Linked DNA regions of Sus scrofa: region 1 is linked to region 2. The links are chromatin contacts, called in public promoter capture Hi-C maps. All regions are on one chromosome and are shown on one strand. The core of a region is the stretch at or near the end of the contact, and the rest is flanking DNA. Distances in the headings are between cores, read along the strand shown.

What was found. Promoter capture Hi-C pulls out the DNA fragments that hold promoters and counts their contacts.
Region 1: a contact with region 2 is called in a promoter capture Hi-C map of fetal liver, with 3 times the contacts expected there. The contact joins the enhancer-like site here to the promoter of PERP in region 2. A contact is called at or near these places in 2 of 5 promoter capture datasets (fetal liver and liver), 29 of 47 Hi-C or Micro-C datasets (adipose tissue, alveolar macrophages, blood and 15 more) and 2 of 2 datasets of contacts at active chromatin or transcription factors (alveolar macrophages and skeletal muscle).

What each region holds. Positions count from the first base shown.
Region 1 is chr1:26,384,405-26,390,202 of Sscrofa11.1, forward strand. No RefSeq gene overlaps it. Among named protein-coding and RNA genes, the nearest start is that of PERP, 86 kb to the left of the region's middle. Within about 2 kb of position 2,102, at least 1 of the 83 cell types and tissues checked has an H3K27ac peak or open chromatin away from gene starts, as enhancers often do. A contact at or near this core is called in fetal liver, where this site is marked.
Region 2 is chr1:26,297,474-26,302,960 of Sscrofa11.1, forward strand. PERP (PERP, TP53 apoptosis effector) reads left to right here and starts at 3,781. Exons shown (of 3, transcript NM_001244825.1): 1 at 3,781-4,172. The coding sequence starts at 3,959.

The DNA of each region.
Region 1 (5,798 bases), core at 852-3,351, 85 kb after region 2:
AAAACTTACTGAAAGTTTTGAGTATATAAAATATTGCATAACTAAAATGAAAAGTTTAAAGATGATGAAAATAATGCAGAGATGAACAAACCATTATTTTCATCTCTATGCAGGGTACTGCGCCTTACACACAGCGGCTCCTTTATGTTAGCAAAACTCAAATTTTTGATTCCACTTGCTGCGAACGTTGGTAGCCATCACCTGTACTCTGGCGCCACCTGGAGGCAGTCTTGCGCCAGGCAGAGGACACAAAACAAATGAGAGTCTGTAATTGGAGTGACCATTACAGATGCACTCTGCTTTAAAACTTGGAAATTCCTGAGCCTCCTTTGTTGAGAGAAAGTGGAACTCACCACTATATATGACATAATAATGTCATCAACTTCAACTTTATTATTCCTTCTAGGCATTAAACATGATTTTCCAATGTGATACAAAAATCAATATTTTGATTATTAAAAATACTGATTAAATATTAAATACACTGATTAATAAAAATGTCAAACACACATGGCATACAAATTTTCCAAGAATCAGGACATGGCAAATATAATTGATAGTACATTAAGTGTAGTGGAATTGATAGGATATTAAGTGTGTGGGAATCTTTTCTTGATGTCTAGAAGAAACTTCTGCATTGTTACTGCCTTGGTAACCACTGTAAACATTAAAATATAAATCTAGAAGATATACTGAAGGCTCAGTTGGTAGTGACAATTCAAAATTTAGCAGCTGAGATCAGCTATTATAAAAAAGGAAGAATGTTAAGGATATTTATGATTATTATATTAACTATAATTTCTATTATAAGGCTAAACTGAAGAAACACTTAAAGTGAGAAAGATAGTTCTCACTCATCCATACTGTAATTATGTATATATTAGTTTGAAGATATATCTAAATTTGACCATAAATGCCCAGCTCTGGGAAGTTGGAGTGCAACTTGTTTTTTTTCTTTAAAAAAGAGGGACATTCCATAAAACTCAGCAATGGCAATTCCAAATGAGTTGTAAATTTATCACCCCCAAAAAACCTGCATAAGGATGTTTTTAGCTGCTTTGTTCATGATGGTCAAAATTTGGACCAAGACCTTCTTCAAGAGGTGAATGAATAAATAATCCTGGTGACACATTAAGGCAGCAGACTTCAGTACTAAAAAAGAAATGGGCTATCAAGCCGTGAAAAGACATGGAGGAACTTTAGATGTATATTCCTAAGTGAAAGAAACCAGTCTGAAAGTGTTCTATGCTGTGTGATTCTGACTGTGTGACATCCTGTAAATGACAAAACTAAGGAAACAGTAAAAAAAAAAAAAAAAAAAAAAAAAGTCAGTAGTTGCCAGGAGGCAGGGGGAGGGTGGAATGAAAGGCAGGACACAGAAGATATTTTAGGGCAGGAAACTTACTCTATTTGATTCCATAATGGTGGATATACATCATTATACATTTGCCAAAACCCATAGAATGCACAGTATTAAGTGCTGACAAAACCTACCCTCAAAATCATGTTCACGTTACAGTCATGACGAGCTTATTTTTGAAAGAAAACTTGGGGAACTTTATCTGACAAATGTGGGAACAGTGGGAGAAACTATTCAAAGTCTGTGCTACTTATATGAACCCTTGACTTGAACTAAAATGTAAGCAGGATTTTCTAGGAGGGACTGCCTTACCTGAAAAATGTGAGCACTCAGAATTTCTGGCATCAGCATCCAGCATCTATGGAGAGCAAGATCATGCCAGATTTGCCGTCTCACCCATAGGGTAATTTCAGGATCCTTCAATACTCTCAGTTACCAACTCTGTCTTAAAAGCTACTTAAGTTTCTGTGTGCAAAGCCATTCTCAAGGAATGTCTATTTTCCTCAAGTCTTTTCATTGACTTGTTTCTTCTCCTGCTTTGGATACCAAACCTTAGAAAACAATTTGCAACTAAGAAGACACTGGGGCACAGGAATTAAATTGTGTCTTTGTTTATTCATTCGCAGAGTAAAAACTTCCCGAGCATTTGTCATGGACCCTGCACAGTTCTAGGTACTAGGGACTACATAAATAAAGCAGGTAAAGTCCCACCCCTTCTGGGTCTGACACGAGAGTGGGGAAGCATGACCACAAGCAGGTGTCTGGTGGTGATAAGGGCTGTTCAGAAAAATAAGCAGAGGGAAGTGTATTAGAGGTGTCAGGGGCTGAGCACAGAAGTGAGGGAGCTGCCATGTTTGTTTTGAGGATGGAGACTCAGGAGGAGTGAGGAGCCAGAACCAAAGCTGAGGCAGGAATGGGCCTGGTGTGTGTTTGAGGAACAGCATGGGCTGTGGCAGAGCGAGCAAAGGGAGATGAGATCGGAGAAGAAAGGAGAGGCAGGTCGTTCAGGGACTGTAGGCCACCCAAAGCCTCTGGCTTTTACTCAGAACAAGATGGGAGCCATTGCAAGTGTCTGGGCATAGTTGTGACACGTGGGAGTTACATTTTTAAATGTAGCAGCATTGGCTGCTATACTGCACATAGTTGGAGGTAGGGGAGGCTAGGAATCAGGCACCGCTAGGATCAATATGAACTTGTTGACAAAGACAAGTCATTACTCAAAATACCAAATTCTAAACTCAAACCTCAGTGGCATCTTACGTCTCAAAATAATTGTCCTTCTCAAAATAATTCTCATGGAATCAACCTAAATGTCCATTCACAGAGGAACAGATAAAGAAGCGGCACATATATACAATGGAATATTACTCAGGCATAACAAGAATGAAATAATATATTTGCTGCAATGTGGATGGACCTGGAGATTATCATACTAAGTGAAGTAGATCAGACGAAGGCAAGTATCATGAGATCACTTTTGTGTGGAGTCTAATAAAAATGACACAAATAACTTATAAAACAGAAACAAACCCACAGATTTCAAAATCCAGTTTATGGTTACCAAAAGGGAAAATGTAGTGGGGGGGGGTAAATTAGGGGGAATGGAATTAACTGTACACACTACTATGCATAAAATAGATAACTAACAAGGACCTACCTTATAGCACAGGGAAATCGACTCAGTATTCTGTAAAAATCTATGTGGGAAAAAAGATGGAATGTATGCATATCTGCTGTTCACCTGAAATTAATATGACAGTGGAAGTCAACTATTCTCCAATAAAATTTAAAAAAGTAAAGATAGGGAGTTCCGGTCATGGCGCAGCATAAATGAATCCACCTAGAAACCATGAGATTGCAGGTTCTATCCCTGGCCTCGCTCAGCAGGTTAAGGATCCCGTGTTGCTGTGAGCCGTGGTGTAGGTTGAAAACGTGGCTCAGATCCTGCATTGCTGTGGCTGTGGCCTAGGCCAGCAGCTGCAGCTCTGATTGGACCCCTAGCCTGGGAACGTTCATGTGCTGCAGGTGTGGCCCTGAAAAGCAAATAAATAAATATAAAAAATAAAGATAACTCTCATGTTCTACAAACAAGGTGGTCCACAGATTGCCACGTGCCTTCCTTTCCTTACCTCCCCGGCGCCCCCTATTGATCATAATCAGAACTGAGATGTTCTGGCACAGACTGATTTGAGAGCCCAGGTTCCTGGCACCCAGCCACCTGTCTAACATGGGGAAGAGAAAGAGCGAAGCGAGAGTAAAGTGAACGTCATAGACTGGGATTCCCTATTGGAGAAGCCTGAACAAATGACCATTTTCACAGGGCTTCCCTGGAGATTCCCTTTTGAACTCTGGCTGCGCTGTATGAGTCTGCTCCCCCAATCCCAGAAGCGTGTCAAGGAGAGTGGAATCACAGAGTAAACTCTCTTAGATGTTTCTCATACAGAAGGGAGATGAACCATGTAGACTGTGTCATGTGTGGTCCTGGCCAAGAAGATGAGAGGGCCCTAAAGAAGGAAAGATAATGCGGGGAGCACCAGGGCACACTTAATCAGGATTCATGGGTCTCACTGCTCCGGTTTGTGTGTGGTGTGTGTGTGTGTGTGTGTGTGTGTGTGTGTTTGGGGGGGGGGGAGAGGGATGAGCTAGAAGTCCTGTCTAGAATTTCCTGAAGTCCAGAGAAAGCTGTGTTGTGTCTGATGGGAAGCACCTCTGTTGCTCTATTACAAAGTGGCAAGGTCAGTGAAGGTCACTGTCTGAAATACTAGCTTCTTAGCAACATTGTACCTTTATAGAGCTTTGCATAGAGCATCCTTCACAAATGCATAGTAAGAGAAATTGAAAACTCTATTGCAAAAGTGTAACCTTTTAAACAAGGATCTCTGAGCTTGTCCATAGCACAATGCCCTATAGCATAAAAGTGTTGAATGGATCAGTCAATAAATATCTTGCAATTATATTGTAATAGATTGAATTTGTCATATATATTTATGTGACTATTGAAGAAAAAATTTGACAGATAAACTTTCATTTTTTTTCCTCTATAGGTAAACCAATGCATGGCTTACAGAATTGAATGATTCCAGATGGCTGAATGTATTTAAATATGGAGTCCTGAGTAACTTAAATGTTTGAGACATGACAAGAGTATAATGTGGACATAGTATTTATTGGGTGTTTACCATGAGCCAGGTGCTGTTCTAAGTCTGTTATGTGTATTAACTCATTTAATCCTCACAACATCCCTATGGGTTGGATGCATTATTATTCCTACGTTACAGATGAGGAAGTCCAAGCACAGAAAGATGAAGTGACTTGTTCAGAGATATATGTGTTTCGGCATCCCTGAGGCCTCCCCCCATTTGAGTGATTTGCTAGGACAACTTGAGGGACTCTGCAATATGGTCATACTCCTGGTGGTGATTTATCAGTGTGAAAAGAAAGCAAGCTTAATGAGCAAAGGGAAAAGGAACTTGAAACTAAGTGGAGGGGAAACCAGGCATAAGCTTCCAAGAGTCCTCTCACAGCGTAGTGACCCAGGCTGCATTTAATTTCCCCAGCAGTGAGTGGGGACAATGCCTTTGAAAAGTGTCTCCTGGGGAAGCTCATTAGCAATGCAATGCTTAGGTTTTTATTGGAGGTTGGTTACACAGGCCACCTTTGCCCAGCGTGTATCAAAATTACAGACTCCCAGAAGGAGAGCAGGTATTCAGCATAAACTGTGTTTTTGTCTAGTTTAGGCACAGGGAGGCACTATGATCAGTTTGGGAAATGGAGCAAACGCTCTTGAAACTCAGCTTTCCAGATGCCAACCAAGGACCAGCCTTGCAAGGAAGGCTTTCGAAGAACCAGCAGTCACACTTGACAGGTCAACACCTTTCTGCACCGCTCAATGGAAGAGCTGAGTTTCCATCACAAGTAGATTCTGGAGGCTAAACACAGAACCACTGTGATCTACAGATTATCAGAGATGTCCAACAGATAGAGTTAGGATCCTGGAACTCGGGATAGAGATCTGGTTAGAGATGTCAGTATGGGAGTTGCCAGCATGTAGTAACATTGAAAGCTACGTTCACTTAGGCAGTGAATGTAGTCTGAGCCTGAAAAAGGTGAGAAGACTGTAGTCTGGGACACTCTGCCATCAGGGGTCAGGTGAGAATGAGGCTCAGTGGACAAGAAGAAGAAGAAGAAGAAGCCAATGAGTTCAGAGGAAAACCAAGAGGAAGTCATGCCCTACAAGCCAAGTGAAGGTAGTGTGTCAGAAAGGCAGAGAGAAACAGTGGATACTACTGATAGATCAGACGCAAAGCCTGTGGAGTGACCGTGGAGCTGAACCACGTGCAGCTTGCTGACCTTGACCAGAACTGTTGCTGCAGAATGATCAGGCAGGAACCTGGTTGGAGTGGGTTCAAGAGAGGATGGGAAGACAAGAAGTAGAGAT
Region 2 (5,487 bases), core at 2,531-5,030:
TATTAGTGAGAACATGGCAGCTTACTTGGAGGTCATTTCATTACAGCTTGCAAGAGAACTGGCAATGGCTTGGGTGTTTGTGAGCACAGAGAAAGCAGAGAAAGAAGGAAACTTCTGGAGGAATATCTCCCAAACGCTCATGAGTGGCTATGGTAAGCATAACTGTCTCTGGTGTCAAACTGCTTAGGGTGGAGTGTGCACTCAGGGGGAGGCGGTCCTGAAAAGCTATCTAACTTCTCTGTGCCCCAGTGTTCTCATGGGCATGAAGGTGATAGGGTACACTCATAAGGCAGATGGAGAACACTTACTGGCACATAGCAAACTGCCAGCATATGGGAGTTAGCTGTTACTATTATCATTACTATGACTTTTCTTGGACAGGAGGATAAACCAAGTAAAACTTTTTACTTTATTTACTTTTAAATTTTATTTTATTTTTTCCTTTTTCAGCTGCAACCACTACATCTGAAGTTCCCAGGTCAGGTACTAGATCTGAGCCAGAGTTGCGACCTACCCCACAGCTGCGGCAATGCCAGATCTTTAACCCACTGCACCAGTCTGGGCTTCTAACCAGCACCTCCACGGAGACAAGATCATTAACCCATGCACCAAGTGGGAACTCCATAAAACTTATTTTAAAATGATACATTTATATATTTTTGTCTGTCATAGTCGTTGCTTTTATAACCCTAAACCCCCCAAATTTATAAAAATAAAAACTTTTTTTCAGGTACAATTTATTTTGGTGCATGTTCTGCAATCCATCTGTTATCCAGTAGGGGGAACTATTTAACCATCTACTATCCATATAATCCATCATTTCATCTGCAAGGCTAGAATGAATGCATTGTCAAAGATAATTTCATGATTTATGTTTAATATTCGTAGAATTTACTCCTCATGAACAGGAAAAGTCCCACTTTCAATCTTATTAAAGTGGAAAACGTATGTGAAAACCTTCCTCATCCTCGATGACGCTTTTTTTGTGGCTTTATCTCTGCAGGCATTATCCTGAGCATTTTACGTGCATTAGCCCTTAATACTCATTACAACATAGTGGGGCGAGCACTATCCATTTTATAGATGAGGAAAGTGAGGCATAAAGAAGTTAAGGGGCCCAAGGTCACCCGGCCAGTGTGAAAGATGTGAAGCAGAGCTATCTGGTTCCATTGGTGGGGAATCATGTGCGAGGAACTCAGCCAAGGTTGGTTTGGGTCTCTTCCAGAAATTCTGAAGAGCTACTTTCTTTGCTTTTACTTCAGCATTAATGAGCTCTCTTCCTCAACTCTACTGAAACAAGAGAAAGAAGTTATATCTACTCCTAAATTATTCAGAGATAGTGACACCCCTGAAACTCTCAATTTGTCTGAAACCGTTTTGCCCAAGATCAGCACTTTAATTTGTAAGAATTTGATTTTTCCTCTCAAATATTATACAGCTAATTAAATATTTTTCACTACTTTTGAAAACCTCGAGAGTATTTTCTTTACACAGTCTACACCATGTGCAGTTAACTCTCAGCAGACTACTCTCTTGTGCTATTTTGAAAGTGAAAATATTTGCCCTTAATAGAAATATGCAAATTTGGTTTATGTAAAATGAAAGCTGGGGAAATTACTTCTAGTGGCTTCAGACCCAAAATAGTATTCTGTTTCTGTTAAGAATACCAAACTGAAATACAGGGGACTAAATTTTAAACACTGCTAAGTATTTCCCACTTCTTTCCTTTTTTTTTTTTAAGGCCGCACCCGCTGCATGTGGAAGTTCCCAGGCTAGGGGTCAAATCTGAGCTGTAGCTGCTGGCCTACACCACAGCCACAGCAACGACAGATCCTTAACCCACTGAGCAGGCCAGGGATTGAATGGCATCCTCATGGTTCCCAGTCGGGTTTGTTTATCATTGAGCCATGAAGGGAATTCCTCCCACGTCTTTCCTATTAAATTAACGGGAAAAGGAAGAGATACATTTGAGAAACACAAATCAAACCCACAAAGAAATATTTCCTCATACCTGTCAGAAGGGCTATCATCAAAAAGACCACAAATAACAAATGTTGGCAAGGATGTGGAGAAAAGGGAACCTTCCTACACTGTTGGTGAGAATGTAGATTGGTGTAGCCACTATAGAAAACGGTTTGGATGTTCCTTTCAAAAAACTTAAGATAGAACTATCATATGATCCAGCAATTCCACTCCTAGGACTATATCCAAGGAAAATGAAAACATAATTTGAAAAGAAACATGCACCCAATATTCATAGCAGCATAATTAACAATAGTCAAGATGTGGAAACAATAGACGAATGGATAAAGAAGATGCGATATATATATATATATCGATATATATATGTATCTATATATCACACAATATATATACCAATGGCAATGGATTTTGCCATTTGTAACAACTTGGATGAACTTGCAGGTTATCATGCTTAGCAAAATAAGGCAGAGAAATATTATATACTATAACATATGTGAAATTAACATAAATAAATAAATAAATATAACAAAACAGAAACAGACTCACTGACATAGAGAACAAACTAGGGGTTACCTACCACTAAGGAGAGGGAAGCAGGGAGGGGCAAGACAGGGATACATACTCCCTGCAAGGAGTTAAGAGGCACAAACTTCTATGTGTCAAATAAATAAGCTACATACATTGCACAGCACAGGGAATATTGCCAATGTTTTATAATAACTTTTAATGGAGTAACAGCTATAAAAGTATTGAATCACTAAAACTAATATTTTAAATCTGCAATAAAAAAAAAAGAAAGAAAAAGTGAGTGATTCAGAGTAAATCCTTGGAGGTACAAGGTAAGATATGACCCTCACTGAATGTTCTTTATGATTCTCCCAAGGCCGTGGTGCAGACACTGAGAACTTGTTTCTTCCTCAGTGCCACTCCCGGCTGCCACCCCACCCACCCTGCCACACCTGAGGATTCATGGCAGTGACAACAGCAGGGCCAGGACACTGCAAGCGGGACTTTAGGTGCGGGCTGCATGCTAACATATGGTTTTTATTTGGAGAAACCTCAAAGTAGTAAATGAAAAAGGCAGATGAAGTGGGCTTAAATAGGTAGAGATCTGTGGTAGGGACTGCCGCAGACAGGACGTGAATTTATCTGGGGAAGAAGCACTTCCAAGATCAAAATGACCGTTTGTTAATTTCAGCGTGTTCACGCATAAAGTGCTTATTGCGTCCTCCTTAAGACCCAGACACGGTGCTAGGCAGCAGGAATATGCTGATAAATAAAACATGGTCTTTCTGTCAAAGGGCTGGCAACACAGTAGGGAAGGCGGGGATGTAAACAGTTACGAGTCTGAAGCAGCCAAGGTACAAGGTACAAAGGTGGAGCCCAGCAGGAAGTGCCCACCTCTGCCGGGGAGGGTCAGGGACCCGCTCCCGGGTTCGGTACACGCATCCAAAAGGAGTGCGGCAATGACCCAGGTGCAATTTGAATACCCATCTCAAAGGGCTCGAAACTTAAATACAGTACAGTTGAAAATCAGACCATGATTCCACTTTTGGGATTAAGTGTTTAGCTGATATGGCTCAGATTAAAATGTGTACACGTTGAAGCGCTGAGAAGAAAAGCGTTGGGTGGGAAAAGGACACAAGTAAGGGGAAAACGAGGCTGTGCGGCCGCTGGCCTTAGCTCCCCGCAGCTCCAGGGCAGGGTTAACTCACCCACCCGGTGTAACCCGAGCCCGGCCCCGCCTCCCCCGCGCGCGCCTGGGCCGGCCGGGCAGGTCGGGGCGGCGCGCTCTGAGTCACCGGAATCTAGGTGGGGCCGGCGCCGCGCCCCCGCGGCCAGCCGGGAGTCGCGTCCTCCCGGAGCCGCCTCCCCGCGGCTTCTTCCCTTTTGTCGCGCTCCCCGCGCTCCGGGGCCACTCTCTGCCTGCATCCGAGCCACGCGCGTTCCTCTCCTCCGCGCCACCACCGTCGAGATGCTGCGCTGCGGCCTGGCCTGCGAGCGCTGCAGGTGGATCCTGCCCCTGCTGCTGCTCAGCGCCATTGCCTTCGACATTATCGCGCTGGCCGGCCGCGGCTGGCTGCAGTCAAGCGACCATGTCCAGACGTCCTCGCTGTGGTGGAAGTGTTCTCAGGAGGGCGGCGGCAGCGGGTCCTACGAGGAAGGCTGCCAGAGTCTCATGGATTACGGTGAGTGCCGCCGCCTCCGGGAAGTCCTCCTGGCTGCCGCTGGGGAAGCGCCAGCGCCTTAGGAGTGCGCGGCCTGCGAAAGCCGCCCCAGGAGAAGGGACTAAACAGAGTCGGGTTCATGGCCGATTCGACAGAAATCTCTTTAGAGTTTAGGTTCATCATCCGACCCGAACAAAATAAAGCCTTGAGTGATCAAGGCTCGACACTGGAAGAAAACAGCCCTTGTTCAAACTATGTTTTTTTCGTAGGATTTGTGGGTACAGAGGAAAAAAAAAAAGATTTCAGCCATTTGAAAAGAGTTTGAGTAGACGTAATGAACAAAGTATACTTTTCTTGGAGATCTACTGAAATTTCTTCCCATTCAGCCTCCTCTGGTTCTTTTTTCATCATTAAAATTTAAGTATTCAAAACGCGTACCTTCCCTAATATTGCTATAATATTCGTTTAACTTGAACTAAGAGAAAGCTGCTCGTCCTTTGAAAAAGCCTTTTCGGTTAAAGTTTTAGCAGTGATAATTTCAGCAGTTATGCAGTGTTTAACGCCTCAGGGTAGTTCTCATTAGGGAGTGTCTTTTTGGTTGAAACCCGGCCTTGCTGTTTAGAAAACTTTATTGTAATCTGATTTGAAAATCTAAAAAGCAAACGTAGCTTCTACGCCAGCGAAATGAAGCAGAGTTGATAAATTTGATCTGTTGCAGAGTGTTATTTTTCCAGCGTGGAGGAAGCCTCAGTGCCTAAGTTGTTAGTAGAAGTGGCTGGAGAGGAGCTTGCTCTGGTCTGTGGCCACCTCCTGCTCCCTGGGGGTTGGGAAGAACAGCTGGGGGGTCCATAGTGATTCGCGACGTGTGGGGGTGGGGGTGGGGTTGGGGCGGGGGGTAGTTTAAGGAAGAGCCGTAATCGGAAGCTTGAAGCCCCCTACTGCTGAATGGGGCCTTACCACCTGAGTTTAACAGTGTTGAACCGACAAAGAAGGGGACCTTGCTTTCTTCCTTTCTCTGCTAGGACCTTTTGACTTGCCCCTCACCCCCGGAAGTGGCCCAGGGCTTCGAACCAAACTCTATTTGTGGGGCCCAGTACCGGGGGCTTGGTGCTTTATTTTATCCACTGTGGAATTATTTGGAAGTTCGCACAAGGAATTTTCCCCCCAAAGGAGGCAAAGTATAAGGAGTAAATGGGATTCCTAGTTTACTTAAAGTCTGTTTTCCCTCTCTTAAAACCCAAACATCATGCATGACAGGGTTTGTGTTACCCCAAGGCTTTTAGGTTTTTGAAGGGAATTCCTTTGAAATACTGTTTCTATCTTCAGGTTAAAATGC